Linked DNA regions of Gossypium hirsutum: region 2 is linked to region 1. The links are chromatin contacts, called in public Hi-C maps. All regions are on one chromosome and are shown on one strand. Each heading gives the region's core, a stretch centred on a gene start, on an enhancer-like site or on the middle of the called end of the contact. The rest is flanking DNA. Distances are from core to core; before and after follow the strand shown.

What was found. Hi-C and Micro-C count contacts between places; a contact is called where the count stands out from the background.
Region 2: a contact with region 1 is called in a Hi-C map of leaf, with 5 times the contacts expected there. The contact joins the promoter of LOC107899259 here to the promoter of LOC107898500 in region 1. A contact is called at or near these places in 10 of 34 Hi-C or Micro-C datasets (callus, hypocotyl and leaf).

What each region holds. Positions count from the first base shown.
Region 1 is chrD04:43,331,118-43,336,992 of Gossypium_hirsutum_v2.1, reverse strand. It overlaps LOC107898500 (DNA topoisomerase 6 subunit A), which reads left to right and starts at 2,246. Exons shown (of 1, transcript XM_016823967.2): 1 at 2,246-3,807. The coding sequence starts at 2,443. The coding sequence ends at 3,696. It overlaps LOC107897996 (pentatricopeptide repeat-containing protein At5g02830, chloroplastic), which reads right to left. Exons shown (of 12, transcript XM_041091197.1): 10 at 5,805-5,875; 11 at 4,827-4,887; 12 at 4,092-4,627. The coding sequence ends at 4,284.
Region 2 is chrD04:43,492,831-43,498,705 of Gossypium_hirsutum_v2.1, reverse strand. LOC107899259 (protein MODIFIER OF SNC1 11) reads right to left here and starts at 3,518. Exons shown (of 6, transcript XM_016824923.2): 1 at 2,995-3,518; 2 at 2,420-2,500; 3 at 2,203-2,331; 4 at 2,012-2,072; 5 at 1,863-1,924; 6 at 269-1,734. The coding sequence starts at 3,326. The coding sequence ends at 1,886. LOC107899258 (protein BLISTER) reads left to right here and starts at 4,034. Exons shown (of 7, transcript XM_041091203.1): 1 at 4,034-4,371; 2 at 4,473-4,612; 3 at 4,712-4,768; 4 at 5,189-5,308; 5 at 5,485-5,550. The coding sequence starts at 4,742.

The sequences.
Region 1 (5,875 bases), core at 997-3,496:
CGTGCACATAACTGCAGTAGTGACAGGCAACCTACGATGTTTGCTCTCCTCGGTCGCGTCGCCCCGCACATCTCCCGATATAATGTTGCCAAGACGGCAGACCCCCAACTCAATTCACCGGCTGCTCTAAAATCAATGAGTTTTAGCAGCCATCTTATATGTACGCGGCTCCGTAACGTGTCGGGCATCAGATAACCTTCAATTAATTGAAGAATGTATGCCCGAGCATATCAGATTCTTTCAATTTCGGTTGAATCTTCATCCGGATCAGGGAATGTGTCACGTAACCAGCCCATCTCGACCTTACCTCCCTCCATTTTCTCCGGAATAGCGCCCAAAAGCTCGTAGCACACCGCCTCCCAATTGCTAGATTGGGCAGACCCGGTGACTGGGTGCTTGTCCACCGGCAATCCCAACTGCAGACTGACATCTTCTAGAGTGATAGTGCACTCTCCACATGGAAGATGGAATATGTGCGTCTCGGGTCTCCACCTCTCGATCAACGCACTAATCAGTTTCGGGTCCAACTTGCATCCCCGGCCTACCGTCGCCACGTGCTAAGAACCCGCTTCCCGCAGGTAGTTCTCTACCAACGGTGATGGATGAGCATGCATATTCCGGATATTGCATTCCAATACCCGATCTACAGACTTTTATAACAAATAATAAATTAATAATTATCTAAAAATGCATAAATAATATTTAAAAATTAAATTTAACACTTACCATTTTCATTTGTTCCACCGATATGTGATGCCTATCAAGACAAGTCAATGATCCGGCCATTGATGAAATCGTACAAATTTTTACGATTTATAAAGATATAAAAAAATTTTAAAATTATTTTAAAAAAGGAAATTGAGGGGAAATTGAAATTAAATATGGATTTGAGAGAATTTTGGAAGGAAATTGAGAGGATTTGTTTGTGAAAAAATAAAAAGGGGTGGGGGTATTTATAGTTTTTTTTTGACCGTTGGGGGGCAACGGTCAAATTTTTGACCGTTGGGTACTGTTCACGCGCGGGCCGAAATCGCGTCCACGTCAGCAACTCGCTCTGACGTGGACGTGATTTCCTGACGCGTACCCTGACATCGAGTTGACGTGGACGCTATACGCGAAAAAAGGACCATTCCGATAAATAATTAAATAATGGACCCATTTTGGTAATTTTTGAAAAAAAAGGGCTTTTATTGGTAAATTACCCGTCATATCTCTCTTTTCAAAAAAATAAGCTGAAATTAAGGAGGAGCGATAAATTAGAGATTTTCTTTTAATTAAAATGACAATAAAAAGAAAATAAAACATTTATTGTCATTATTAAATATATTGTTTGTTATGGTTTAAGTACAAATTTGACCAAAATGATAAAAACAAATAATAAAATTATTATAAAAAATAAAATTTTAAATATAATATAATATAATATACCAAATGTTGGTTTGGCTCAATTTATAAGAATAAATCAACATGGTTAAGATGTGACTTGAAAAATATATTAAAGAATTGAAGCATCTCATTCAGTAATAATAATTATTATTATCATTTATCAATTATTATTTTAGTTTAGTTTAGTTTAAATTAAATAGATCACAATCATGATTAACAAGGGATTATAAACCTAATATTAGCACTTAGCAACTTAATGTCTTCTATATCCAATTCCAAACATTGGGACGTGATTTTCGAATATAAAATTATTCTCAATAATTTGGTCATGAATGTTGTGCAGGTCGGGCAACAAGATGGGAGCTCATGTAAAAAGGAACTTTTTCATTAATTCACAAGTTACATTGCAAATGTAAAACCTCCTCCTTTCGTGAACACTTATTCTCCCAACTCTCTAGTTTTTTTCAATTTTGATATTGAGTAAATTGATCATTCTCAAAAAAAATTAGAGCAATTTAATCTCTGTTATTTTTTAAAGTGAGCAACTAAGGATAATTTATTACGGGTTAATGTTTTTCATTATTTTAAATAATTTTAATTCATATAATAATAAATTTAACCCTCAAAGTTTACACATTAATAAATTTAACCTGCAATATTTGTGTATAAATGTGTAAAAATCAATGTTAAATTTATTAGATTTTTTTAAAACTAAGATCAAATTAACAAAATATATAAATAGTGAGAGTTAAATTTATTATTATATCAATTAAAATTATGTATAATTAATATAAAACATTAACTTTATGATAACTGTTCTTAATTAATCACTTCCAAAATTAATAAGAATAAATTACTTCAATTTTATTAATGGCATCAAATTGTTGAATATTAAAATTGAAATTACTCCACACTACATAATTTATGCGCTTCTCTCCGTTTACAAACAACTGACTGGCAAGCCCTTGCAACTAGCTAGCCCTTGCATTTATTTCGTCACTCATTTCCCAATTTCCCGCCTTTTACTTGGGTATCTTCCCTCCACAGTCCATCTCCATGGCCGACAAGAAGCGCCGCCGTGCCGACTCTGACTCCGATTCAGCATCCCAGCCTTTCAAGAACCTTCTCAAATCGGATGCCCAGATCCTCAAAATCCTCAAATCCGTCACCTCCTCTTCCTCTTCTTCCACTTCCAAACCCTTAACCCTAGCCGACCTGGCCCTCTCCGCCACCTGCCGGGAAGTGTCCGACCTCTCACTCTCCTCCGTCCAATCCACCATCGAAGCCCTCGTTCTCCAGCTCACCCACCAAATCCTCTCCGGCCAAGGCTTCTCCTTCACCGTCCCTTCCCGTTCTTCCTCCAACCAACTCTACGTCCCCGAACTTGACCGCATCGTCTTAAAAGACAAATCCACCGTCCGCCCTTTCTCCCACATCTCCTCTGTACGCAAAACCACTATAACCGCCAAGATCCTCTCTTTAGTCCATCAACTCTGTCTCAAAAATATTCACGTCACCAAGCGTGACCTTTTCTACACAGACGTTAAGCTCTTCCAAGACCAGGTTCAATCCGACGCTGTTCTGGACGACGTTTCCTGTATACTTGGCTGCACTCGGTCCAGTCTCAACGTAATCGCTGCGGAAAAAGGAGTGGTCGTTGGGAGACTTATTTTTAGTGACAACGGAGATATGATCGATTGTACTAAAATGGGAATGGGAGGAAAAGCAATTCCTCCTAACATTGATCGAGTCGGAGATATGCAGAGCGATGCATTGTTTATTCTGTTGGTAGAAAAAGATGCAGCTTATATTAGATTAGCTGAAGATCGGTTTTACAATCGGTTTCCTTGTATAATTGTGACTGCAAAAGGGCAGCCGGATGTGGCTACAAGGTTGTTTTTGAAGAAAATGAAGATGGAGTTGAAGCTTCCAGTGTTGGCATTGGTTGACAGTGATCCGTATGGATTGAAAATTTTGTCTGTGTACGGGTGTGGATCGAAAAACATGTCTTATGACAGTGCAAATTTGACTACCCCGGATATCAAGTGGTTGGGGATAAGGCCAAGTGATTTGGATAAGTATAAGATACCAGAGCAATGTAGGTTGCCAATGACAGAACAGGATATTAAGACTGGGAAAGATTTATTGGAGGAAGATTTTGTGAAGAAGAACCCTGGGTGGGTTGAGGAGTTGAATTTGATGGTGAAGACTAAACAGAAGGCGGAGATTCAGGCATTGAGTTCGTTTGGGTTTCAATACTTGTCTGAGGTTTATTTGCCATTGAAGTTGCAGCAGCAGGATTGGCTTTGAGCAGGAGAGGTAAGAACTCAGAATGTGGAATTTGTTGTTTAAGGTTTATGTATGAGAACTTGGAAATTTGTTCAATGTTCACTTTTCGTAAAGATAGTAATAGTTGGATTTCATGTGTTGTTATTTTACTTCTAATTATTCGTTGATTGGTATGGGTTGGTAGCTTTCACAATTTCTATATGCAGGAAATTTGAAAGAAATCATATGCATTTGAAAGCCTAAAATAATTCACATTTAGGTTTAGGACTGTAGGTTACAACAGCAGCAAATATCAATGTCCTCTTTGATACAACTTTGTTTTGTTTCTCGATTATCTTTCTCAAGATAGAAAATGCTTAGGAGAGGAAGAGAATATACAACGGAACTAATACATGAGAAATAGAGTAGTCAGTAGGTACAAATGAAATGACCTCCATTTTATTTCATCACATTCGAGTTAAATATGGTCAGTACAACTATACAGTTGACCTCATCTTTCATCTTGACACTTCTACAGTTCACTCTCTTATTCTCTTTTATATCTATATTTAAATAATTATTACTATATAAAAAACAATGCACAAAATTGAGTTTTATATATAGACACCTCACCTTCTAATAACATCTGTCCTTTTTTGGAGCCAGTGGTTCAAAGATTTCCTCAGAACCTTTAACCTTTGCAAAATCACAGGTCTCCTGGTAGAAGATAAGGGCTTTGATGATAAACTGTTCTTTCCAGCTTTTTCCAATAAAACTGTATTTGCACCAGGAGTCTGCAAATCTACCCATCCATCCTTTTTAACTTGAGGTTCAACCAAGAGTACCTCAAGCCCCAATTCATCCTGCAGAAGTTTCATTGCTGCATCTTTCACCCCAGATATTACATTGGCTGCTTCCTCACGCTTTTCACTGACTCCTAAGATTATCAACATATCATCTCTTACTGAATGCCCTGCAATTGAATTTAGTGAGAAGCATCAAAATATGACTTTGAAATACACTACTTAATCGTGTATTTAGCTTTACGTGAATCAACTATCACAAAGTTCAGATGTCAGATGCATTCATATATGCAGTGTTAATCTGCCTGATCGAAAAGGTATACATATTGTAACCATTGGTTAAAGCATTTAAGTGAAAATATTTTCTACCTTGGACGTAGTTCTCTTTGATCATTCGTAAAACAGCAAGAACAACTATCCGAGCTTCAACCTGTCCATAGTTTTACACACACTCTCATGAGAGATCAGATCAGTTGTCAGGAAAATACAAAATCATGAAAAAGATTACCTTCAAGATTCAAGTTCTCTAAAATATTTAAGATGGCTTAGGGCAAAAAAACAACTATTTAAGATGACTATTGATTCAATCAAGCAGATTTGTCTTTATTATACCTTAAGAACCTTTTTAGCGAGGTATGCAAGTAGTGTCAATCTAGTTCATAAACTTGACATCGCCTGTAGTCAACCAATTACATGGTGACGTGTGGCACCATATTAATGATGTTGTCACTAAAAATCATATTGATTTACACAGTTGGCATCTACTTGTAACATCATGGAAAAGGCATGATAAAAAAATAATTCAAAAAGAAAAACAAAAAACAAAAAGAACTTTTCGTTTGGGCTTCTTTTTTCCTTCAGTTCTTGGGTGTTTGTTTTAAATTAAAAAGAAAAAAGAAAATTGGGTTATAGGAGAATGAGAATGAGCAGACATGATGGATGTTTTAAAGCACAGAGAGACATTAAGGTGGAAAACACACATGGCGGAGATGGTTTCTGATAAATTTCAGTTTATTGCTGAATTTAGGTAATGTATGTCACATCTGGATGTCAAATGTGTAGCTCAAGTGGATTTTCAATGACGACACAGAAAATGTATCACATGTCATTATGTGATTGGTTGAATACTTGAATGTCATGTCATCATCTTCATTTAATGATATTAATCTTATGAACTCGATTCAGTCAAGTGAACTGCAGCTATCACATTGCTCACTTACAAGTAAAAGGAACATCCTTAAAGAACTACTTGAAGCATAGGAACCAAATACGATATTAACTCTACTGAGAACATCCACATTTATGATGCTTCAATTTGCATTAGCATTTAGCAGTAATCAATCGTACCTTTGTAAGTCCACGAAGGTCAACTGCTGGGCTTTCTGCCGTGCTCATCTGCAGGTGCACTGCAATCTTTT
Region 2 (5,875 bases), core at 2,269-4,768, 160 kb before region 1:
ATAATAATAAAGCTCAGGAGAAAGATTGTATGTTTTTTCCCCTTATCTTTGGTAACATTAGGTCACAAGTTGATTGCCACACCATGTAAATTGGTGAAAACTAGTTAAAATATTTAGGCGATCCCCACCCTTTAGTTTTAACCCTTGTACGAGACCACTATAGAGTTGAGTAAATTAGTCATTTTATACACATTTAACGCAAACAAATGAAAATACGACACAAACTCTTGAAATATGATATACATGAAATGAAATTTAACAGAGCATATAATCCTAAGAAGAAGAAAAAAGTTGTTTTGATACCTTAGAACCCAATACAAGATTTAGATGAATTCCCATTTACAGTTTTACACCAACTTTGACTAGGAAGTAAAATTAACTAAAATATTATCAACATATAGAAGGAACCAATCATGTTTATCCGGCCTTCCATGCAAACATATCCAACCACAAAGAAGCTAGTTATTTTAATAAAAACAAAATATTACACGAGTGAACATTGAACGCCATTCACTTCCACCACAAATTACCTTGTAGAGATTACCCAAATTCATTCACCTGGTGAGACCTACGGAAGCTAGCAATCACCTTAAAGGGGAGTGTTCACTTATCTCAAATACTAATCACTGATCCTGAGATCCTCAAGTAACAAGCTCAGTGAGTTTTTCACTTATGGATCCCATAAAGCTCATCGTCTATTGAAAATATTACCCACAAAAGCAATCTTCATATTATCAAACCATTCCCAATTTTCATCATTTCTCTAATGATCATGCTGTGAACAGCACTTGTAAAATATCCTAACAACATTGCATGGACAATTTATATTGGGAAGATACTAGCTAAGTTGAACTAATGCCATTTCAGCCAGCAGTCTCATCACAGAGCAAACAAATGCATGCAGTCCTGCAACCATCGCGTGAATTAACATGCATGCTCATGCACATACCTGAAAATTGCTTTTTCATTTCTTTTTACAAAACTGGGTCAAGTCTATTCTAGAAGGAACAAAAACAAGAAGATGACAGACCGAATGAACAATAACAATCTAATTTGTCTATAGATAAGCCTCCTGATAAACTCCCACACTACAGTCTTTCTAATAACTTTTTAATCTAAATGCAGAAAACAAGTTATCCATGTTTGCTTGAAGGCATCTAAGTTCATCAATTGTCCAACATATGAAAAGCAGAAAAAAAGATGCAAATACCTTTTCATCTAGAGATTAGGAAATGAGAAACAGAGCTCAAGAATTCCTAAGAAGCCATTTGCTATTTTAACTATGGAAATGGATGTCGGACCCAATTTTGAATACTACTGCTGTCTCACACTTGATCATATTATGCAACTTAAAACAGTATAAGATGCTGCCCAATTGTTACAACAGCAAATAAACAAACTCATTAATTGTTAGGATGAATCTAATAACCACCCCCATACTTTCTCAACTAAATTATCTAACCGGGAAAGTAGAAAATTTATAGCCATTACTCCAGAATTTCTAATGCTTTTTGTAGGATTTAAGAGAGGTTAACACTCCAGGTGGTTGTTGATTCCAATAGGCCTCACCAAATGAATAGACACTGTAAAACACCTTCCAAACTGCCAAAAGAACATTGCCAATTCTTTAGAAATTCATCTGGAGATGGAGTATTGCATCTTAAATTTTGATGTTAGAAATAAAACATTGTAAGGAAGCTGCTGAGCGAATCACAAGCTGTTAGGACACTAGACCTGAAAAGGAAAAGAAAATAATAATGCAACCTCTAAGTTAACTGATATAGACCTATTTAAACAAGTATATTTCTGAGCACAGATGCAGATATATACATGATTAAAGCAATGCATATCTCCAAAGATACCTTCTAACTATGGTAATTTTTATTTAGAGTCCTCCAGCAGCCTTTCCAGCAACAGGAGCCTCCTGTAAAAAAATGTATACAACCTTAAAACACTGAATTTTCTATGATCCAACAACTTTGCCAGAGAAACAACTAAATTAAACCCTTACTGGTTCAATAGTCCCCTTGTGATTTACCTGTGCTAAAGAAGTTGACAGGGGATCCGAAAACCTGGAAAGACCAGAGGAAAAAAAATCAAATTCCAACCTCAACATGCATAAACCTTTGTCAATAGTGATTTCTATAGGCATTTATAGATCTCTAACAATGTAAGAAGCAGTTCTTTAGCATTGGAATGTACCTGATTGCCCTTGCTTTTCTTTTTTCTCCTTCAATGGTGTCAGGTTTGGAATATGGTGAAAATCGGGCAAGACGAGCTTTCCTTTTCTCTTCCTCATCAACAGTTGTAGAGGGTACAGCAAGCCCAAACCTGAGAACCCACAAAAAGAATTAATAAATAGATTAAATGCAACTCCGAGTAATATCATCATTGGGTAAAGGTGGTATGGACAAAAAACCTCTCAGCTCTAGCCTTCCTCTTCACCTCCTCTGATTGCTTCGATGCTTCTGATCCCTTTGGGCTGGGGGCAGTGCCAAACCTGAGACATGTTTGGTTCACAAATCAACAAACACAAAGAAAACTCAAGGAATGGGGTTCAACATCCACAAATACTGTTACTAAACCTTTACCATAAAAATTTAAATGAAAACCCAACAGAACATTATAATGAGCCAAAAACACAGGCATGCTTATCAAGGCAACTAGGTAAGATTACAAAGGGGTTAGACTAATTTCTAGAGAACAAACGGATAGATTGATCAAAGAAAGAGAATAAATTAGAAAATTATGCGCTGCTAAGAGATTCCAAACAATCAAAACAAAAAACAAATTCAAGAGTGTTAATCTATACTTCTCAGCGCACAATGAATCGAAAATCGCGTTTAAACAATAAAATCAGAATAGTCCTTTTTTAGAAATAAATCGAAAAAGAAAATTTTCCCTTCAGAGATGTTCGTCAACTAGGTACAAACAGAAAGGAAAAACATAAATAATACCTAAAACAAAAAGGGGGGGGGGAATTGAAGAATTCACCTCTCGGCCCTAGAATTACGCTTCTCTTGTTCGGACAACTGTACAGGTACGCCGAACCGCTCAGCTCGGCGAATCTTCTTCTGGATATCGTTAACGGGACCGCTTTCATCCCCGACGACCGAGCCCACAGTAGTCCCGGTGGTCTTCGAACCCCCACTCTCCTTCAGAGATCCCTCAGCGTTAGGAGGATCAGACTTATCCGTGGAGGATGACACGATCTTCTTAGGGTTTGGTTCTGCAGATAAAATGGCGGCGAGAGTGACGGATGCAGGAGTCGTCGGGGTGGGGGTGGAGGTTGCGGCGGCGACGGGTTTCTGGGTGGTGGTTGCCATCGGATTAGTTGATTGGTTGGCTGGTTGGTAGGTAAGTAGGGTTACGTGAAAGAATATAGAAGGGCCGAGGAAGAGGCTCGCCGTATCTTTTCCTTTGCGATAAATGGGAAAGCGTTGCGAAATTTTCCCTTATGAGAGCTGCTGGCCTAGCTAAATTCGGTTTGTACAGATTAGATTTTCATTTTTTTTGGGGGGTTTGAATATATAAATATATAAATATATATTATTTTTAAATATATAAATATTATTTTACTAGGGTATGAATATTTTTGATACATGCATATAAACATTAAGTCTACCAAAGCAGATTTAAAATTTTTGTTATGGGTTCGAATTATGTTATATCATCGTTAACTCTAATATTGTATTAAAAAGGATTTGTGTAAAATTTATATTTACTTAAAATATGAGTTGTGCTTAAATTCTAATATTTAAAATTTGGAGTCTAAGTTGATTAGTTTTTCAATTTTAAAATATATATTATATATCTTATGAAATTTAAATATATAACAACATAATTAAGGCTTAATTCACGATTTGACCCCTAAAGTATATCTATTTTTTATTTTAATATTTAATTTTTTTGTCCCAAATTGGTGCCTAAAGTGTTAATTTTCTCTATTTTTCGGTCCAATTGTAATGACCATTAAAAATTCCGTTAAACAACCTTGGCCAATGGGAAAGCGCTATGTGACAATTAAGGCCTCCTTTGGATGCAACTGCATCTCAGTACGTTGGCTTTTTTAGGCTAACAAAAATTACAACTGAAATGTTAGTAAACACAAAGCTGTTTGGAAAGCATTCTTCAATGCGTTGAAAATATATTTCACCTCACCGGAGGCTTAATTCCAGACTGGAGCCTTTTGTTCCAGTAAAAATTTAGCAACTTTAATTGCTTTTTGTTTCCCTCTTTTACCCATATATTCTTCAGTTGCATTCTTCAAGCTTTTTTGATGTTTGATTACCCTTCTTCTCCCCTTTCCCCTTCCCCTTGGGTTGCAAATCAGTGTGGTCAAGGACTTCTTCCGGTTCCTCCTTCATCCAGGTAAGGCTCCTTCTCCTTCTTTCGTTCTTCATTCCTTTTTCTTCTTTCGTTCTTCATCTTCTCTTCTCAGCATATTCTGTTTTGTTTCCTCTCTTTCTCAGGCAAATCTACCATGAATTCTTCGCTGGGTCTTGGCTTAAGGCGATGGTCGTTCTTTGATTTCTAACAATTTTCAGTCATAACAATTTTCCTTTCATTGTTTCTTATTTTCGAGCATCTTTCTCCATACAAGAATCCTGAGGTAAGTTTTTGTGTCTCTCTTTTTTTCTAATTGAAATTTTCATTTTTTCTTTATTTGGTTTTGCATTTTTTTTAAAATTCTGTGTTCTTGGATTGACAGGAGCAAAAGTTCTTGATCGGAGTTGTTCTTATGATTCCTTGCTATTCTGTAGAATCGGTGAGTTTATTTGCTATTCTGTAGAATCGGAGTTGTTCTTATGATCAATGTTGCAAACTTTTGCTTCTAAAGCTGCTTGCAGTGGGAATTTTTGTTGTTAGACTCCTGTGACTTCTTTTATGACTCTTCAATAGTCTGATCAATAAAGTCTTTGTTTTGAATGGTTTTCTTTTGTTGCAAAGGATGGTGCACAGGATGAATTCAGTTTTATGCTGTATTTTAAAATGCTATGTTGTATGTATGTTAATCTGCATTTTATTCTCTTGTGTTCTTTGTCTGGTGATGTTTAAATTGTTAGGGAGTTTGTTACAAATACTTTTTAAAATGTCAACAACATTCTATTTGTTAACGGTTTTGTTTATTAATGTTTTCTCTGTTCATTGTCTTGGCTTTTCTAATCTATTCATCCTTATTCTGCAGTATATTGAAGACTTGACTCAGGAAAAGTTTTCACTGCAACGAGCTCTTGAGGCCTCACGTACATTAGCAAAATCTTTGGTTGCTGAAAATTCATCTTTGACTGATAGTTATAACCAACAGGTTTGTTTCCAAATATTAGATTAGCAGCATTACCGGCTGTCATGGTCATGATATGTTTTTTATCAGTTCATCGTGCTTCTCCATTGCAGCACTTTCTGTCATTTCATTATCCTAATTTGTATTCTCAATCCTTCTTAAAAATCTCTTAATTATCTTACATTTACTTTTCTCCCCAGAGAAGCATTGTCAACCGGCTAAAATCTGACATGGAGAGCTTACAAGAAGAAATCAAGGCCCAACTGGTTAGTATTTACTATATTTAGGTACTGGTAGTCACTTCAAATTGTTAGAAATAATTGAATCTCATATAACTACATACGACGTTATGTCATATGGTTAATGCAATGGTGTTTGTATGGCATGTGTCATGTGTGCACATATGCACATTGATTTAGACTTGTTTGTGCTTAGATAAAGTTCTATCTAAAAATTGAGATACCTACAGTTGTCTATTGCATCTCTGATGGTACCCATTAACCAAAAAATGCAGTACAAGGAACCCTCTTGAGGTTGTCCATGTCTATGCCATTTGATCTACACTTGAAGGGGCCTTAAGTAGTGCTATCC